Regions from separate parts of the Zea mays genome. Here region 2 is linked to region 1. Evidence: chromatin contacts called from public Hi-C data. All regions are on one chromosome and are shown on one strand. The core of a region is the stretch at or near the end of the contact, and the rest is flanking DNA. Distances in the headings are between cores, read along the strand shown. Region 1 has its middle 17 kb from the start of LOC118473520. Region 2 holds the start of LOC103641528.

Region 1 (4,032 bases), core at 485-2,984:
AGGCCAGCGACGACGATCGATATGCTAAAAGCTAGCAGCTTCTCGATCAGAGCTCTCGTGACCGGCGGCCGGTCAACTACTGGAACTGGGGTTTCTATCCATCTCCCTCCCTGTGGCTGTCTGTGGTCCATCCAAGCCGCGCTCAAAGAACCTAGCTACTAGCTGCCATAGCAACAGTGAATGAATGAATAAATAAATAAAATAAAATAAAATACGCATTACATTCTTTGGTGTCATTGATTAAAAACAAGACGAAGATGGATATGCGTGTTACTCCTATATGACAGTGCGCCGCGAGCTAATTAATTAATTAAATGATCGGATCGATACGAGTCGATATGATTAGTCGGCTTGCTTTTGTCTGCGTCAGTCCGAACCCCAGTGTGCACCAAAAAAAAAGAAAGAAAGAAGATTTGCGCGCATCGATCATAATGAGATCTCGACTTGCAATACTATTTCAGTTCTGACGGGACATATCCACCACGATCACTGCTGGCTATATATACTCTCTAGGGTTACCTTACAAATGGCTGTACACTATACTGTTTTACACTATTCTTTGATGATTTCCTTGTCTTAAAATTTTCTAATACACTATGTTACATTACAGACGGACGATGGAATAATATGCGTTCTTTCTCTCTCATAGCAATCATGCATGCATGTCCCAGCAGTGATCCTCTTTAACTAAGGCCCTGTTTGGTTTCTTTAGTCACTCGACTAAATTTTAGTGACTAAAGTTTAGTTGCTAAAGTATCCTGTTTGATTCCAGTGACTAAACCGAACTAAAGAGCATTAATTGCTGTGAATAATGACTGTTTTACCCCTATTAATTAATAGATGTTTACTATAAGAAGAAAGTTGAGAGGGCAAATAAGGTAAAAATACTACTTTAGTCCCTTTTAGTCACCCCTTGGTGACTAAAGAACTAAAGTTTAGTCATCCCATTTTAGTCACCATGTTTGCTTCTTTAGGGACTAAAAGTGACTAAAATTTAGTCACTAAACTTTAGTTACCCCTAACCAAACGGGGCCTAAATTCAGTTCTTGACGTCCTAAATATCCCTCTCCAAATAGTACTTGCGGAGCAAAAGTTGGTAAGTGGTTGGGTCGCTTTTGGAAAATTTCGGTTTTGTAGTGGGCAAGCATGCATGGTAGTCAGTAGTGATTCGGCCAATAATAATATGCGTTCGTAGCCAGTACACAGTTATACCTAGCTAATTAAGCTAGCTATAGGCGAACTGGCTGCAAATAGTTTCTATAAGATTATAAAATTAGAACCCCTAGTAGGTAAGCAAAACATTGATCAGTGCTCCGGCCCCTAAAGTTCCTTTCTACACAGTATGATACTACTTTCTAATGGACCACTCTTTAAGATACTACTACTGCTACAGATAATTAGCCGTCGGCACTAAAATTGAGGTGTAGTAGCCAGTAGCATCTAGATGAACAGTAGCAGCATCTCCTTTTCCAGTATGATAAGCGACATGGATTAATATATCACTGTGGATGTGTCAGGTTCAGGCAGCAGAAAGTCGGATGGTTAACAAACAATTAACGAGTCACATCGTCGACGTATTATAACAAGTTGCTATTAGAGGCCATGCATGTGAACATATATATACGTCTGATGGATCAGCAGCATCAAAAGCTTGGGTGCGTGCAGTGGTACCATGTGATGCATGGGGGACCTACACACATACGTAATACATACCGTCGTCTTCATCAAAAGGAATGCTACTGCTGTCCCTATCCCGAAAGAGGAATTGGTGGGGTTCATAATACTGCATGCATGGGGATGTGAGCTTATTAGATAATCAGTTTATGTATACATCGGTTCAAGCTCTACTACTATCCAATTCAAATATAATTCGTTATAATAATGTAGCTGATGAGTTGATAATGCACTCCTAAATTAAACAAATCCCAAATAAAACAGATGAAATCATACCGATCTTGTTTTCATGGATCCATCATCGCTTTATATCATATATATATTGCAATAATCTATTATAATTTCACTGAACAGTGGTGCCAGTGGATGTATAAAATGAAGAAACACTAATTGCTAGATCTGACAAGGATCTGTTTGGTCCAGAAAATTTCCATTTTGTCAATATATACATGATTGGTCATGCATGAGTGGTGGTGGCCAAATGGAAAATGTCACCTTCAACCGTACATATGAACCAGATCTGTTTTTGCTTTTCTTCAATTCCTAGCTTTTCACAAATTAAATACGATATTTTGTTTTGACTGCATGCAGCATTTTTTCTAATAAAGATGCCGTTTTACACATATCCGACCTGATAATACGAAGTTTGAAGCTTGTAGCCTCTCGAAACCGGGTAAATTAAGGGCCTGTTTGGCATGGCTCCAGAGCAAAACTCCAAGGAGGAGCTGGCCAGAGCATGCCAAACACCCTAACTCCAGAGTTGTAAACTCTATGGAGTTTTTGGAGCTACAGTACAATTTTTTGGAGTACCTCTTTTGCTGCTCTGAAAACTCCAAAAAAGCAACCTAGTCATGGAGTTTTGAGTTATTTACCCGCCATTGCCACTGGTTATGAGAAACAATCTAAACTCTGGAGCAGAGCTGCTCCACCCAGAGTTTTAGAGTAGAGCTGCTCTGGGGTGGAGCAGAGCCATGCCAAACACACCCTAAATCTCTAGCTTCGAACAGAGGTGATAAATAGGTTGCAAATTATTGCTAACTACCTTATAGAATGTAGTGTTGGAGGCAATATTCAAAACAAGGTAATTGTGTCCGACGCTGCTCTACCAAGGTGGCTAATCATTTGAAAAGAGCTTCAATTCGTTGGTGATCTTAGATGCTTGGTCTATTTGGAAGCAAAGGAACAAGTGTGCCTTTCGAGACGAAGATCATCCCGAGAGAAGGTAATAGGAATATGAGACCATTTGGTCCTGATGTACGGTCCTTGGATACCTACATGCTGCACCCTTCTCTGGGCCTCTTTTTTCTGCTTTTTATTGCCGGGTTCAAAACTTGAGCCCCTGGTGATGGGGAGATCAAATAAGCTTCTCCGTGGAAGCTGACGAAGCTTGATGGCTTGCCATACTCTTCGTCGTGATGAAGCTCGTCATGGTCGTAGGATCACTGGAGGTGAGCGTCAATGTTGATCACTTGTTTTCAATTGTTGTACGGTATCGAAAACAAGGCAACACAAAATTGAGAAACGAGAACCTTCGCCCCCAAGATAATAGACCTACGGTGTAATCATCCGAGGACAAAGGTTTAAACATGCAATAAAAGGTGAAGCAGTCATATGCGTGATTTTAATCCTCTGAAGGTACCAGAAATCTAGTCGAAGTGTTATGAAAACCTTCGTCCTGCTGTTGATACTCCTTCGGAGTATGAATATGGAAGACGAAGGTTTTGTACCATCGCATACATCATAAGTGGAAAGTGATACGAAGAGACACATGAAATAATACACGAGAACTTATCTCTGTTGCCTTTGCCTTTTCAATATGTCTCTCGTTACATTGGATATGTTCACAAACACACCTTCGGCTCCTGAGTGATAGGATGCACGATGGTTCTTCGAAGGCTAAGCACTACAAAGCTGTAGCTGCAGCAAAAGGTACTTTATGCAGGGCAATGTTCATCTATTTATAGTGAAGATAAGCCACCTTTATACAGAATTACAATCATGTCCTTTAGGGCCTTACACACATTTTTTTACAAATGTCATTAGGGCAGTAGCGTATTTTCTCCATCCTCGGCCGCGTGGGTTCGGGCCCTTCGTCGTTTTCTTCTTTGGCTTACGTCCAAAGTTCCTCTGTTGACGCCGAAGTTATCGACTTTGGCTAGCTAGCACCTTTTCCACTTGTACGCATGCATGCATGGGTGAATCTTCTTTGCATGATTTTCCCGGTTGAAGATTTGCTTCGCCCATCAACAGAAATGTTTCTGAAATACACTTGCTTGTCTCGAAACAAAAAGGTTAAATAAGTGATATTCGGCATAGAAGGGACGCGTCCCCAATAGTTTATTTACTTACATGTGCACC
Region 2 (4,032 bases), core at 1,138-3,637, 150 kb before region 1:
CTGCACATAGCTTCGGCTCTGCGCCAACCTTCGTGTTCTTTGTGCCTCTTCATACTGTGGTTCTGATCCGAGTCCGAAGATACCTGTTCATGTATTATACTCCAGAAACATTGTTAAATCATGTTTTGATGACCTTCGGAAGCCGAAGGCCCACAACAGTTACATAGTAGAAACAAATTGTACTAATACATAAAATAATTTCCCATCCTCCACCCATGAATTTGAGATAGGCTTATATCTCAACTTTGGAAACTGATAGAATGTCAAATTCCAAACTAAATTAGTTACTTTATTGAGTGAATTTCAATTCCTCTAAAATGAAGGGATCGAAACGCCCCGTAATAATAATTTAGGCAAAGATCAATTAAGTTAATATTGTTTTAATTAAGCTAATATGGTTTTATATGAAATATATTTATATACTATTATTAGCAATAGATGGTTGATATTTATGTGCTACGTTTCTACTATGTAGGAGTGAACCGGAGAGCGTCTTATAAATTGTAAAGTGGAAACATATTTCGTTGATACATAAAATCAATTCACACACTTCACCTCATGAATCCGAGATAAACTTATATATGAGATTTGAAAAGTTGTGTAATGTCAAATTTTAAATCAAATAAATTAGTTTATTAAGTAAATTTTAATTCCAACAAAATAAATAGATACGGCCCATAAGGTTAATTATTTTGGTACGTTTGCTTCTCTCCCACCCCGTGTTACAATTACAATAAACTAGTCGATTGCCCGTGCGTTGCGACGGCTTACAACAATATCCACGTAAACTATCCATCAAAAAAATTTCAACACGGCCAATGAAGTGAGCGATTAGAAGAGAGTTCACAACGATTGACTGAATGAACATAGATTATAAAATGACATAATTCCATCATACCAAAGTTTGTGAGATCAAGTTTCTAAAACAAGTCCCATGAAGTCAAACTTATAAAAAAGATAGATCAAAATATGGAGTGATTGCTAAAGTCAGACATCAATAAAAACTGAATGCGCTCCATATAAATTATGCTACTTCGTAGCAATTACTAACGTTTAAAAACAACAAATAACCTTTCATTTTGGTGTTAGTGTGACAAATCATTGCTGCTCCATCCAATTCAGCAACCTCAAACATCATGTAGTCAATTGCGCTAATGTGGTCTCAGAAACGACCTAATGCTTGCAAGAGCCAAGAATGTCGTGCCGTGCTTGGGCTGTAGCCTCGGCCCGTAGTGCTGGCCCGGCGCGACATGATTATTTTTTATTTTACAAAAACATATATACATATATACAATTTATATTCAATATTAAAAAAATCTTAGCGTGATGTTCTACTGGTTAGACAGTTTCACACAGTGTCTCCCGCCCTTCTTCCAGGGCATGAGTTCGAACCCCACCTCCTACACCGTTTTTTTAACATTTTACGCTGATTTAATTAAATGGTCAGCAGGCCGACATGACGTGTATGTGCCATAGTTGTGGCCCGCGTGCATCTAGCCTGTGTCGGGCGTCGTTACGCTGATTTAATTAAATGGATCGACGGGCTAACGGGCTGGCCCGACACAGTTATCTGGCTGACATGACGTGCTTGTGCCATAGTTGTGGCCCGCGTGCATCTAGCCCGTGTCGGGCGTTGTTACGCTGATTTAATTAAATGGATCGACGGGCTAACGGGCTGGCCCGACACAGTTATCTGGCCGACATGACGTGTCTGTGCCATAGTTGTGGCCCGCGTGCATCTAGCCCGTGTCGGGCGTCGTCGTGCAACGAATTAATTTGAAATAGCTGTGAGGGGTTATTTGTAAAAAAAATAACGCATGACGACCGTTGAAACTGATGCTTTAAATATAGTATAGACTTATCTCTCTGTCGCGGTGTCAAAAGGGAAGGGTTGTGGTGTGGTCTCTCGCCAACTGTTCCACCGCAATAATTGTCGGGCGCGGACGCAGCGGCACCAACGCAGCTCGCTCGTACTACTGATCTCTTTCTCTCTCAACCTTTTTTTCCATATACTACTATTATACTACTGTTATAATAGTGCGCGTTTGTACTGTGATAAAGCAACACACTGGTGTATTAGATCAGTGCACTCCTCTTTGCAGTCCTGATGAAGTAGCAGGCAGTCAAGTCCTACCAAAGACCCACCGGGAAAATATCGAAAAATACTACCACAGCTACTATTATAGTAGTGGTAGAGGTAGACTTTTATAGACTATGTATGTAGTAGTAGAGAGAGAGAGAGAGTCTGTGCGAGAAAGGAGATACAGTCCTCTGAGTTGTGAGTGGTGCGGGTAGGCAGGAGAGGGAGAGGGAGAGGGAGAGAGATATAGAGAGAGAGGTGACTGAGTGCCTTTATATTCCAGGCTTGACCTCTAGACTCGTGAGTTCCTGCCTGCTCGGCTCTCGCTAGACGGTCTCAAAGTGCTCCAAGCACAAGTCACAAGTATAGAGAGCTCGAGAAACCAAGATGAACAGTGTGCTGTAGAGAGAGAAGCCACAGACAGATACAGAAGGCCTGGGTTCTGGAGACATTGGCTTGCTTCTCTATATCCGCCAAAGACCAAAGCCAAGCAAAGCGGGCACAAGACTACAAGAGCGAGTAGCAATTGGGGGCCGAGAAAAATCACAAAAAATAGTGCCGCGGCGAGCGAGGGCGTCTGGGCGAGTGCGCGAGGCACCGTCCCGTACTCCCGTGTCACCCTTCGGGTTTTTGTTTTTCTTCTTTTCTGTTGGCTTTGGCCTTTGGGCTTCCCAGTTCCCCCGCCGCGCCCCGCCGCGCCCCGCGAGAGGAAAGGAAACAAAGGCAGGTCCAGCAGCAGGCAAACGAACCAAACCGACGTAACCGCGGACATGACGGCCGCGTGACGCCATGTCGGCCGAGGAGGGCGCGTCGGCGTCAGCGTCCGCGCCGGCGGAGGCGGGGGCAATGGTGGCCGAGGAGGCGGCGGCCAGGAAGCGGTACGAGGCGCTGGTGCAGGTGCGCGCCAAGGCCATCAAGGGCAAGGGCGCCTGGTACTGGGCGCACCTGGAGCCCGTGCTCGTGCCGCCGCCCGCGTCCGGGCAGCCGCCCAAGATGGCGCGCCTGCGCTGCACGCTGTGCGCCGCCACGTTCTCCGCCTCCAACCCGTCGCGCACCGCCTCCGAGCACCTCAAGCGCGGCGCCTGCCACAACTTCACGTCGCCGCTGGCAGCCTCCGCGCCTGTCTCCACCCCGCCGCCGCCGCCGCCGCCGCTCTCCATCGTCGCGGCGTCCTCCGTCGTGCCCATCTCCTCCTTCCCGCCGTCGTCGCAGCGCCGCCACTCCACCGGCGGCGGCCGCCGCAAGCGCCACGCGCTGGCAGCGGCGTACGCGGCCGTGGAGGCGGCCTCCTCGCAGCACGTGGTGGTTGGCGAGCCGGCCATCTACTCCACGCCTCCCACGCCACCGGCGCTGCCCGCGCCGCGCCACCAGGTCCTCTCGGGCGGCCGAGGCGACCTAGGTGCGCTGGCGCGCCTCGAGGACAGCGTCAAGCGCCTCAAGTCGCCCGTCGGGTCACCGGGGTCGATGCTGCCGCGCCACCAGGCCGACGCGGCGCTCGCGCTGCTCGCGGACTGGTTCCTCGAGTCGTCCGGGAGCGTCTCCCTGGCCGCGGCGGAGCACCCCAAGCTCAAGGCTTTCCTGCGCCAGGTCGGCATCCCGGAGCTGTCGCGCGCTGACCTAACCCGCGGACGCCTCGAGGCGCGCTTCGCCGAGGCCCGCGCCGACGCCGCCGCGCGCGTCCGGGACGCGCGCTTCTTCCAGCTCGCCGCGGACGGGTGGCGCGACCGGGTAGTCACGCTCGCCGTCAACCTCCCCAACGGCACGTCCGTCTTCCACCACGCCGTGCCCATGCCGGCGCCGCCGTCGTCCGACTACGCCGAGGTGGTGCTGCTGGACGCCGCCTCGTCCGTCGCAGCCTCCGCCGACCTCCGCCATTGCGCCAGCGTCGTCGCTGACCGCTTCGGCTCCAAGGCTCTGCGCGATCTCGAGAGCAAGCACCCGTGGATGGTGAA

The links. Hi-C and Micro-C count contacts between places; a contact is called where the count stands out from the background.
Region 2: a contact with region 1 is called in a Hi-C map of tassel, with 2.6 times the contacts expected there. The contact joins the promoter of LOC103641528 here to the enhancer-like site in region 1. A contact is called at or near these places in 2 of 25 Hi-C or Micro-C datasets (tassel and an unstated tissue).

Annotation. Positions count from the first base shown.
Region 1 is chr10:104,927,198-104,931,229 of Zm-B73-REFERENCE-NAM-5.0, reverse strand. No RefSeq gene overlaps it. Among protein-coding and RNA genes, the nearest start is that of LOC118473520, 17 kb to the left of the region's middle. Within about 2 kb of position 1,734, at least 11 of the 20 cell types and tissues checked have an H3K27ac peak or open chromatin away from gene starts, as enhancers often do.
Region 2 is chr10:105,078,005-105,082,036 of Zm-B73-REFERENCE-NAM-5.0, reverse strand. LOC103641528 reads left to right here and starts at 2,387. Exons shown (of 1, transcript XM_008664864.4): 1 at 2,387-4,032. The coding sequence starts at 2,870.